Linked DNA regions of Sus scrofa: region 2 is linked to region 1. The links are chromatin contacts, called in public Hi-C maps. All regions are on one chromosome and are shown on one strand. Each heading gives the region's core, a stretch centred on a gene start, on an enhancer-like site or on the middle of the called end of the contact. The rest is flanking DNA. Distances are from core to core; before and after follow the strand shown.

What was found. Hi-C and Micro-C count contacts between places; a contact is called where the count stands out from the background.
Region 2: a contact with region 1 is called in a Hi-C map of skeletal muscle, with 4 times the contacts expected there. The contact joins the promoter of CCAR1 here to the enhancer-like site in region 1. A contact is called at or near these places in 6 of 47 Hi-C or Micro-C datasets (brain, embryonic fibroblasts, epiblast stem cells and 2 more) and 1 of 2 datasets of contacts at active chromatin or transcription factors (skeletal muscle).

Annotation. Positions count from the first base shown.
Region 1 is chr14:71,711,002-71,716,457 of Sscrofa11.1, reverse strand. The region is part of intron 1 of TET1 (tet methylcytosine dioxygenase 1); the gene reads right to left. Among named protein-coding and RNA genes, the nearest start is that of TET1, 38 kb to the right of the region's middle. Within about 2 kb of position 3,312, at least 72 of the 83 cell types and tissues checked have an H3K27ac peak or open chromatin away from gene starts, as enhancers often do. A contact at or near this core is called in brain, embryonic fibroblasts, epiblast stem cells and 1 more, where this site is marked.
Region 2 is chr14:71,825,128-71,830,583 of Sscrofa11.1, reverse strand. CCAR1 (cell division cycle and apoptosis regulator protein 1) reads right to left here and starts at 3,075. Exons shown (of 25, transcript XM_021072498.1): 1 at 2,950-3,075; 2 at 1,516-1,637. The coding sequence starts at 1,588.

The DNA of each region.
Region 1 (5,456 bases), core at 2,063-4,562:
AATAACTCCAGTGATCAACGATAAGGCCTTCAGGACCAGTTGGGGCAGGAGTTAGTGCTGAGTATCCCACTCTCACCCCCATCATCTGAAACCCATTCTGGCCATTAGAGTGCTTTGGACAGAAACTATCATTTCAGCTAGAGAAAAATGTTCTCTCTAGTCAAGGATTTGAGATCACTATTTATAGTTTTAAACTTTGAATTATAGTAGAATGAAACTAGGTTATCAATATAAATAGTAGATTGTTTAAGGATGAGAGGTATGAGACACACCAGGCAATTTCAGCCCCACAACTGAATTTGGTATCTACTTAGTAGGTTCGGAGCAGGATGAGACAAGCTTCAATTCCATTTTCCAATTTCCTTAGTCAGATTCTTCATCTATCCAACTATTTCCTAATAGATGATGAAGATGAAATTCAGTCAGGATGCCTACAGGTAGCATTCATCTGACAAAGAGCAAGGGACCCACGCAATTTGAAGATCTAAGAGGCCATAGTCAAAGGAAGAACAGGAATTCTGTGGATGCCAATGCCAAAAGCAAAGAAGGCACTATGAAAGGAGACAAAGTTATAATGTGTAGATCCCCATCACTGATTCTCTAGAGCAGCCAGCTGCAATGTTAGGTCCTCAACCATAAAACCCTAAATGGAAAGTTTTACTTTTCTTCCACCATCCTTCCCAAAATGTGAATTTAGTTTTCTTAGCACCTCCTTTGGGGTTATATAATATTCTATATCTGCTCTAACTGTATTTTACACACATCAAGCTTAAAGCACTTCTACAGTGGAGCAGAGAAACATAGCTTTCTTTGAAGAAGAACAAAAACTATCACACCCAACAGAAAATTATAGAAAACATTTTAAAATACCAACACCAGGGGGGAAAAATTATTATTTTTTCCTTTTAGAGTATTTCCTTACTCTAGTACAACAACTCATCACTGCAGAGGAAGCAAGCAGCAACTTGATTCTGCTTGCTGTGGCACATGAAATTCAGCCACCCACAGGCACTTTTTTTGTTGTTTTGTTTTGTTTTCAGTTAGAGTCCATTGCCATGATTCAAAAAAGCAACACACAGTAATATTTACTTCTGAAATTTATTTCAGGTGACAGGACACCCACAGACTAACAAAATAAACAGAATTAAATAGTATTCCCAAAGCCAATTCTACCTCCTAGCAAAGGCAGGTGATGATTTAGCTACCAAGTTTAGCCCATATTAGTTTATTTATGCAGTCGCTGATCTTTTCTCCTATGCCTGCTTCCTACCCCCATTCTCCCAAATTTGAGAGCCATTTATAAGTTCAGGACTAAAACTATTTCCCACTTGAAGATTTCAAGACAAAATGATTGAGATGGATACACCCAGCACAGAGAGTGTAAAAAGAGATTAAGAAATATAATTAGAGATTTTAATGATATTCTTCTATAATTGGGGGATGGGAAGGAATTAAAAGGGGGGGGTGGTTTCAATATGCAGAAGAAAAACAGAGAAGGGTATAATTTACCTTGAAAATAACCAGTATTCTATTTGTCCAGGCCCAGTAAGAATTAGTGCCAAGCAATTTCATTCATTTCACAGTGCCTAGCACACTGATGACTATGTGGTAAATATTAAATAAATACTTGTTGGTTGATAAAAAAAAATGTACATGGCAATGCTGTGTGCACACAGGAAACAGAAACTCAAAGTGGTCAGACAAATTACAAAGCAATGCAGGGTTTGGTTATGCATGTCAATAACATTTTCAAGGTGCACAACTGAGGAAACAAATGAGATTAAAAACTGTGCTACATCTATAGTTCAAACATGTTGTTCCTCTCTGAGTGCCAAAACTTTATTTGCAAAAGAAAAGCTAAGATTAAAATATTTTTAATTTATATAGAAACAATATAATTTTAAAGACCAATCATTTTATTGCTTAATGTGTCTTCTTGAATTAAAAAGGTTGCTTGCTCAGGTTGCTTCCATTTATAATAGCAATATACAACTTGAAACCTTTAACACCTATGTGCTAAACTAAAGCTAGCTTTGAACTTTTAGTAATGCCATATGCTTTTAAATTAACCCTTTTAACTACTGTACAAAGCTCATGACACAAATGGCTAGCTTATAATTGAATTAAGTAACTACTAAATACTCATTAGGCAAACTACTGAAAATAAAAAAATATATGCACATTCCTAGAGCTCCTTGAATGCCAAAACTAAAGGTGATATAATGAGATTAAGCAATTGTAATTTGGCTGTAAAATCTCAATGGCTTACATATTTTAAGTTGAACTAAAACCTCCAAGAACCTTTTCCTTTGGAAAGAAAAATAACACATTTTAAAATAGTATCTAATGGAAGGTCTGTTAAAATCACAATGGATTATAGCTGTCAACTTTAAATAGTGTCTTTCTCCTTAAGAGCTTAAGTTTACACACTGGTGCAGCACCACAAATGCAGATGCTACAAAGGGAGCTACCAAAAAACCCACAAATTTTATTCACAACACTTTGCATATAAAGTTTTCCTTCTGCAGACTTGTGTGGAGTTGAAAATAAAGGATGCTAATATGCACATTATGCAGCACATCAAAAAAGAGAGAGAGAGAGAAAAAAAAACACTTTAGTTGAGTAAAAATTCATTAATCTACTGAAAATCCAGGAGAATTCACATCCACTACTCCAAATTTACCCCTAAGTGACAGAAAAATACTATATGAAATGGAAAAAAATAAATATGATTTAATCAATAGCTGATTACCTTTAAAACTTTGGGCTTCTTTTCCCTCTGGGGCCTCTTGTTTTCCTTTATAACCTAAAAAAAATCAAATTGCAAAATGAGCCTCCGTTTAAGAGAAAAAATTAGCTCCCACCCCCCCAAAATTTTTGGCTATTTCTCTATAAAACTACTTAGACCATCTAAAATCATCAACATGTTTGCTAGGCAGAACCTAAAGAGCTTATGTAAAATGTATATTTTAAAAGTCACTGAAAAAAAGCCTTGCATAAAGATGAAGTAGGGAAATACCCTTTTTTCCCCTTAAAGTCTGTCTTAATTAGCCTCTGCATTCTTCACAGCGAAGCCCACGAGGTAGCCATCTTGCTTGCTTCTGCAGAGGAAGCCTCTACAGTGGAACAGTTCTGCAAACTGCTTTTTGGTATTATTATCATGGTGTTTAAAGGCAGCCCTGGCCTGCCAGCACTGTAGACGTGCTGGGCATGCCTTTTGCAAAAACAGCCCCACAAAGAGTGCAGCCAATGGCAATGCAGAGCTTAGAAACTCCAAAGTGATCTCTGCCTAGCCTTCCTAGACAAAGGATCTCCTGTGCAGCTCCGCTCTCACCACAGGACACAGGCAGCCACAAGCTGCGACATGGAGTTCTCTGCAGAGGATCTGGTCGCGCCGAAATCACAGGAGGCTTCAGCAAAAACAATGCACACAAATCCCCCAGGTCTCCACCATCGGATCGATGGCGGAGTCTCCCTGATTAGTAACCTCTGGGTGGCTCCGAGGGCAGGTCTGCACGGGGTGGGGGGAGGGGTGCGAGGCCCTGCCTCCAACGTACAGGAGATATAACCGAGCTGAGGGGGGCATTTGGGCTTGCTGAAACTCTGGAAGGTATTGTGCATTTTTACTTTATAAGGCAAGGCTAAATATTGGCGATATTTAAGGCAGGGAGGTTATATGAGGACAGTGTAGGCTCAGCTGTTGGGCTGCGTGTCTCATTCCTCGGGAACCACACCTCTTTGCAGCAGGCGCTTTGCCCAGAAACACAGCAATTTGATTTCTGTCAATAAATGTCCAGTGACAAAGGCGGATTAAAAAATAATAATAAGGCCACTTAAAAGGAAAAGGACAGGCTGAGGACAAGGAGGGGGGAGGAGTTTTCAAAATACATTTGCCACTCTGAGTGGCTGGAGATTTCAAAAACATTTCTTTCTCTTGTTCTGGACATTTCTGATGACCTTCATCTCCCAAAGAAATCCATCCCTTCCAGAAGGCAGACTTAGACCTCTGGGGCAGAAGGGGCACTTTTGGCTCCTCTGTCTCCCAAGATCATCAATTGTCACTGAGCATCTCTCCACAGAGCTGCCAAGCAGGTTTCCACGTGGAGCCTGCCTGCGCACAGGCTGATGGTCAGACAGAGCCACTTACTTCCCAGAGATGGGGAGCTGAGCCAGCGGCGAAACAAGCAGCCACCCACAGTCACACACCTGGATGGCCCCCATGCCCAGTGGGTGGTAGGCACTGGGAGAGCCGGGCACCACAGTTGGGACTTGCCAGACCCTGGGAATGACAGAGCCAGAGGAGTTTAGCTCCCTCCCTTCAGTCTCCAGGACATGCAACAGTGGCAGCGGAGGAAGAACCAGGACAGCTGTTTGAGCTGGCAGGTCTCAAGGTCACTGCCAAAATGCAGTGCAGAGGCCAGTCACAGTCCCATCACAGCCACCTTGACAGCTGCACAGATCTTGGGAAGACATCCTCACAGGGCCAGAGTTTCAGCGGCACATTTGGGGGATTGGCAAGAGGGCCTCTCTGGCTGCTCAGCCAAAGATAGGTTTTCCACTTGCAGTTGGATTCAGAACAGATTCCCACAACCAGAAATCAGGAACAGAGTGAGGGCCGGAAAGCCTGTATTTCATCACCCTTGATTCCCAGACTTTCGGTTTGCCACAAAAGCACGCTTCTCTTGTTGGAATGGGAAGTGCAACATGTATTGTTTTCCCACTTTAAACTACCTCTCCCTCATGCACCCACCCTCAAACTTTTTAACAAATGTGAGAAACATGCAAAACCAGTGGATCCTAACCTCACCACATCCACCATGGCAACTTCAAGTACACTGAACCCACACTAAAAAGCTCTCTGCGGGGGATAAAGCAATCATGAAATAGGTAGAAAAACAGGACCAAATACAAGTTTTGAAAAATGGATGCAAGACCTTTTAACCCTACATTTTTCTCTGTAGAGATTTTTGCATGTATGTTAAAATACACATGACATTAAATTTGCCATTTCAACCATGTTTAAGTGTAAAATTTAGTAGCATTAAGTACATCCACGATGTTGGGCAACTATTACTGCTTTCCATTTCAAAAGCCTTTTCATTATCCCAAACAGAAACTCTGTGCCCATTAAACAGTTTACCTTCTCCCAGCACATGCTAACTTCTGTTCTACTTTCTGCGTGTATAAATTTGCCTATTCTAGATATCTCATAGAAGTAGTATCATACATTATTTGTTCTTTTATTTTTTTCTCATTCTGGCCACACCTGTGGCATATCGAAGTTCCTGGGGCAAGTGGCTGAATCGGCGCTGCAGCTGCTGTCCTACACCATAGCCATCTGCAACCAACGCTGAAGCTTGTGGCAATGCCAGATCCTTGCCCCACTGAGCAAGGCCAGGGATCAAACCAGCATCCTCAAGAACGCTATGTTGGGTTCTTAACCTGTGGCAGTACAA
Region 2 (5,456 bases), core at 1,826-4,325, 110 kb before region 1:
ACTGACATAATCTTTATTGTTATTTTTAGTTGTCTGCAGAAGTAATTATTATTTAAACCGTCAAATCAAGAGTAATTAAAATAAAATTGTGATAAGTGTAATAAAATAAAAATAATATGTATAATTTTCTGTATCCATTTCTTTAAAGAGAAAGGTCATCTACATAACTAATCAGTTCCTTCAAATTTAGAACACTGGAATTAGAAGATCAGTGTCTTCGCCACTGACCTCGAATTACAAAATTTTAAGTAAGTAGAAATGAAGCAAAGAACCAGTATCAGCTATGTCATAAATAAAAATATATTCAAATTAACAGAATAAGCTGCAACTTTTCTGGGTACTCAAAGAAACTCAAAATTTCATTCTGTAAACTCCTTGGGAAACTAGTTTTAAAGCTCAAACTGTAAGTAAAGAAATGGTTAAAAAAAAATTCTTCCTAAGGGGAAGAAACACTGAAACAATTTCAATGACAAATTTTGTTACTTTACTTTGAAAGGGACATTTTCTTTTTTGTCTCTTCTAGGGCCGCACTCTCGGCATATGAAGGTTCCCAGGCTAGGGGTCTAATCCGAGCAAAAGCTGCTGGCCTACACCAGAGCCACAGCAACATGGGATCCTAGCTGCATCTGCCACCTACACCACACCTCAAAGCAATGCTAGATCCTTAACCCACTGAGCAAGGCCAGGGATGGAACCCTCAACCTCATGGTTCCTAGTCGGATTCGTTAACCAATGCACCACAACGGGAACTCTTGAAAGGGATGCTTTCTTGACCTTTATTTTGAAAATGTAAATATTCATTTGCTCCTTTTACAGCTATTTATTTTTTTTTTTTTTTTTTTTTTTTTTTTTTTTTTTTTTTTTTTTTTTTTTTTTTTTTTTTTTTTTTTTTTATTTCATTTGCTCCTTTTTAACAGCTATTTATGTGTTTGCTTGGTTTTTCTACTTTAAATTCAAATAACTGAAAAACAGTCATGTATAATTTTTCATCAAGTATGGATTAATACACTTACTTTAACTTGTGAATACTGACATCTTAACATGCCATATGAGGTAAACTAATGAATGAGTGACTGTTAACATAAACTAATTTAAATTATTCAATTTAATGTTTGAAAAACTATATATAACTCTCCAAACTAATGTGTAAAACAGATTTCTTTACTAGTTGATCCATGAATTGTTAAAAAGAAGCTTTATACATAAGCTTAAAAAATACAGCATTTTCCTGCTGTATAGCACTGGGAAGTGTATCTAGTCACCTACGATGGAGCATGATAATGTGAGAAAAAGGAATGTTTATGTGTATGTGCAACTGGGTCACCCTGGTATACAGTAGAAAACTGACAGAACACTGTAAAGCAGCTGTGACGGAAAAAAATAAAAATCATTAAGTAATTTTAAAAAAGGTAAGGCATTTGTGAACTGTTTACAACATTACGCAGAGCCTAATTCATATAGTTATAACATGTCCCCCAATCCCACATTTACAGTACGTGTATACAGAAGCCTGACCTGGCTGAGATACTGCAGTGGCTGTAAACTGAGTAGCCCATGGCGGATTCTTCTGTCCTCCAAACTGAGCCATGATAAAAGAGGGGGGCAACCTTCGCTTGTTTGTCTTCTACAACAGCGATCTATTAAGAAAGGAGCCACACAGTTCAAAGTTCAACCAAACTATAAATACAACAAAAGCATTAAGGAAACGTTTAAATTTTCAAGGACATCTTCCTAGACCAAATATAAATAGCAAGAGGCATATGAAACGTCCGATACGCAGTAAAAACATTTTACATCAAGAAGTTGACCAAAAGCATCTGATAGATGACATGAGGAGCTAACTTACAAGAAAGGCACTTCCTTCGGCGACTACAAACTGTCACATTTAAACAGAAGATCATCTGCTGCTATCTACCCAATTCTTAGCAATAAGAAGTAACACCGCTTTACGCAAGGAAATACAGCCTGCATGTGTCTTTTGGCCAAGAGCTGGGGACTGAAAGTGGCAAAACCAATAACGGAAATTGGGACGGAGACACAGAACAAAGGTATTCAAGAATATCATTTAAATAACGGACGTCTCCTTACTTTCAAGACTAGGGAAGGGTCTGGGGGCCCCTTTACCCTCCCTTCCCTCGATGGGAAAGACAGTTGAAATAACGGACGCCTCCTTAAAGCACTAAAACGAAGACCCCTCCCCCTCCCATCAAGCCAGAAGTGGCGAAGATCCCAGGCCGCGCCCCCATCCCCCCCTCCGCCTCCGAGAGGCCGGGGCACTGCTATCCATCTTTCTCCAGCGCTAGCTCCTCACGGGCCGCAGACCAGTGGAGGCGGAATCCTCCGTCCCGCGAGACGAAGCAAAACGCCAACAGGGGAATAGCGAGAGCTCTGAGCCCCTTAACATCCCCCGAGGAAAGGAGACGCGGAAAAGGCCTCCATCCCACAAATCCGTGCTACCACGAGCGGCCCCTGCGCCCCGGACCTGAAGCCGGGAGGCTAAAGCCGCAGCAGCTTGGGAACGAGAGACTGCAGTCAGCAGCCCCTTCAAGCCCTCCATGCCAAGGCTGAGGCTCGCCGGGGGCACCTGAGGGGCCACCGGAAAAAAGCGAGGCAGTGGGGGAGGGGCCGGCCGCGCGGGGCCTGCTCCGACCCGCACAAAAGGGACCGTGTCCCCTCCCGTCCCAGTCCCACGAGAGCCCCACCGTCGCTGGCCTATGGACGCCGTGCTACCAAAGCCGTCGCGCTCGGCCCTTCCGCGGATCCGCTAGGGCTTTAAAACCCCAGTTGGGCCGCCCGCCGCTCCAGTCGCGACGACCAGAGCTTCACCTGAATCCAGTCCCGGATAAGACCGAAGCCATTTCAAACCCGTCAGTTTTGGGCGCATGCGCCAACTTCCCCGTCTTCCTCCACGCCTCTCCCCCACCCAACTCGCCGAGGAGCGGCACTTACGGGCGTACGTTCTACGTGCGCGTTCCCCAGCTCGACTTCAATACGCTCACGGCTTTCGCTACGCCGGTAGAATTAGAGCGCGCCTAAGAAGGGTTACCTTGGCTTCGCGTAACAATGAGCCTGTGTCCCTGCGCAGGCTCAAAGGAAAAGGCTTTGCGAGTGGGAAGAACCGCCAGTCACGTGATCCGATGACCCTGTCGCCATTTTGTGTTTTTTTGTCTTTTTTAAAAAAATAATTCAAGATCTTTGAAAAATGCATATAAGCCTGACATCCTAACTTTTTAAAAAAACTGAGATGAAATTGATTTCACATATAATTCACTCGTTTAAGTGTTTTATATTGTATAGTTCAATGTCTTTTAGCAGAGTCATAACATTATGCACCCTCCACCTTAAAAGAAACCCCTACCCACGAAGCAGTCACTCCTTAATCCCTTCTCGCTGCAGCCCTAGGCAACCACTAATCGGATTTATCTCTATGGATTTGCCTATCTTAGACTTTTCATATTAATAGAATCATACTGACATATGGCCTTGTGTATCTAGCTTTTATAACTTACGATATTATGTCCAAGTTTCATGTTGTAGCACGCATCAGTACTTCGCTCCATTGTATGGGTAATACCACAATTTGTCCATTTGTCATTTGTTCATTTGGGTTGGTTCCACCTTGGGGCTGTTGTGAATAATGTTGCTATGAAGGGTCACATTTTGTTTGTACACCTGTTTTCAATTATCTAGGATTTATGCCTAGGAGTGGATTCTGGGTTACATGGTAATGTTCTACGTAACCTTCTGAGGAATTGCCAACCTGTTTTTTTAGTGACTAAACCAGTTTATATTCCCACAAGTAGCAAAATTAAGTGTCCATTCCATGAATATGGAATATCTTTCCATTTATTTAGGTCTTCTTTAATTTCCTTCAGCATGTATTGCAGATTTTGGAATTCCATTCTTTTTTTTTTTTTTTTCTCTTTTTTTCCCTCTTTTTAGGGCTGCACCAGAGGCATATGGAAGTTCCCAGGCTAGGGGTCAAATTTGACCTATATTTGACAGCCTATGGCACAGCCACAGCAATAGGGGATCCAAACCGAGTCTGCAACCTACACCACAGCTCAATGCAATGCTGGATAATTAACCCACTGAGTGAGGCCACGGATCAAACCTGAATCCTCATGGATCATAGTCAGGTTTGATACTGCTGAGCAAGGATGGGAATTCCCTGAGTTCAACTCTTGCATCTCCTTAAGTACATTTAATTCCTCAACTGTTTGTTTTTGTTTGTATTGTTTGCTGTTTTTTTTTTGTTTTTTTTTTAAGGGCCGCAGCCACAGCATATGGAAGTTCCCTAGCGAGGGGTCAAATCACAGCTGCAGCTACCAGCCTACTCTACAGTCACAGCAATGCACGATCCAAGCCATATCCAGGACCTACACCAGCTCATGACAACACTGGATTCTCAAACTACTGAGCAAGGCCAGAGATCTGAACCTACATCATCGTTGGATTCGTTTATGCTGCACCACAATGGGAAATCCTTGTTTTGTTCTTGGATGTTACTGTAAATGAAACTTTTTTTGGGGGGTCTTTTTGTCCTTTTAGGGCCACACCTGTGGCATATGGAAGTTCCCAGGCTAGGGGTCTAGTCAGAGCTGTTGCTGCCAGCCTACGCCAGAGCCACAGCAACCCAGATCCAAGCCGCGTCTGCAACCTACACCACAACTCACGGCAATACCAGATCCTTAACCCACTGAGCGAGGCCAGGGATAGAACATGAAACCTCATGGTCCTAGTAGGATTCGTTTCTACTGTGCCACAACGAGAACTCCCCAAGTTCATTTTTTGTTTTGGGTATGTTTTGTTTTGTTTTGTTTCCTGGCTGCACTCACAGCCTATGGAAGTTCCTAAGCCAGTGAGTGAACTTTCACCACAGCAGTAACCTGAGCCTCCACAGTCATAACACTAGATCATTAACCCACTGTACCAGAAGAGAACACCTTTACTTCACTTTTTGGATTGCTTATAGTTTATAAAAATGAAACTGAGGAGATCCCATTGTGGCACAGTGGAAACAAACCCAATTAGTATCCATGGGTGTTCCATTCCTGACCTTGTTCAGTGGGTTAAAGATCCTGCATTACCATGGGCTGTGGTGTAGTTCGAAGAGGCAGCTCGGATCCCCTGTTGCTATGACTGTGGCATAGACCTGCAGCTGCAGCTCTGATTGGACCCTTAGCCTGGGAAATTCCATATGCCATGAGAAAAAGAAAAAAAAAAGAATGCAATTGACTTTAGTATGTTGAACTTGTATTTTGCAACTTTGTTTAATTTATTAGTGGTGTGTGTGTGTATTCTTCAGGATTTTATATATATATATAAGATCATGTTATGTGTAAATTGAAATAATTTTACTTCTTCCGTTCCAATTTGAATGCTTTTTATTCCTTTTTTTTTCTTTCTTTCTTTTTTTTTTTTTGTCTTTTTAGGGCCGCACCTGCAGTATATGG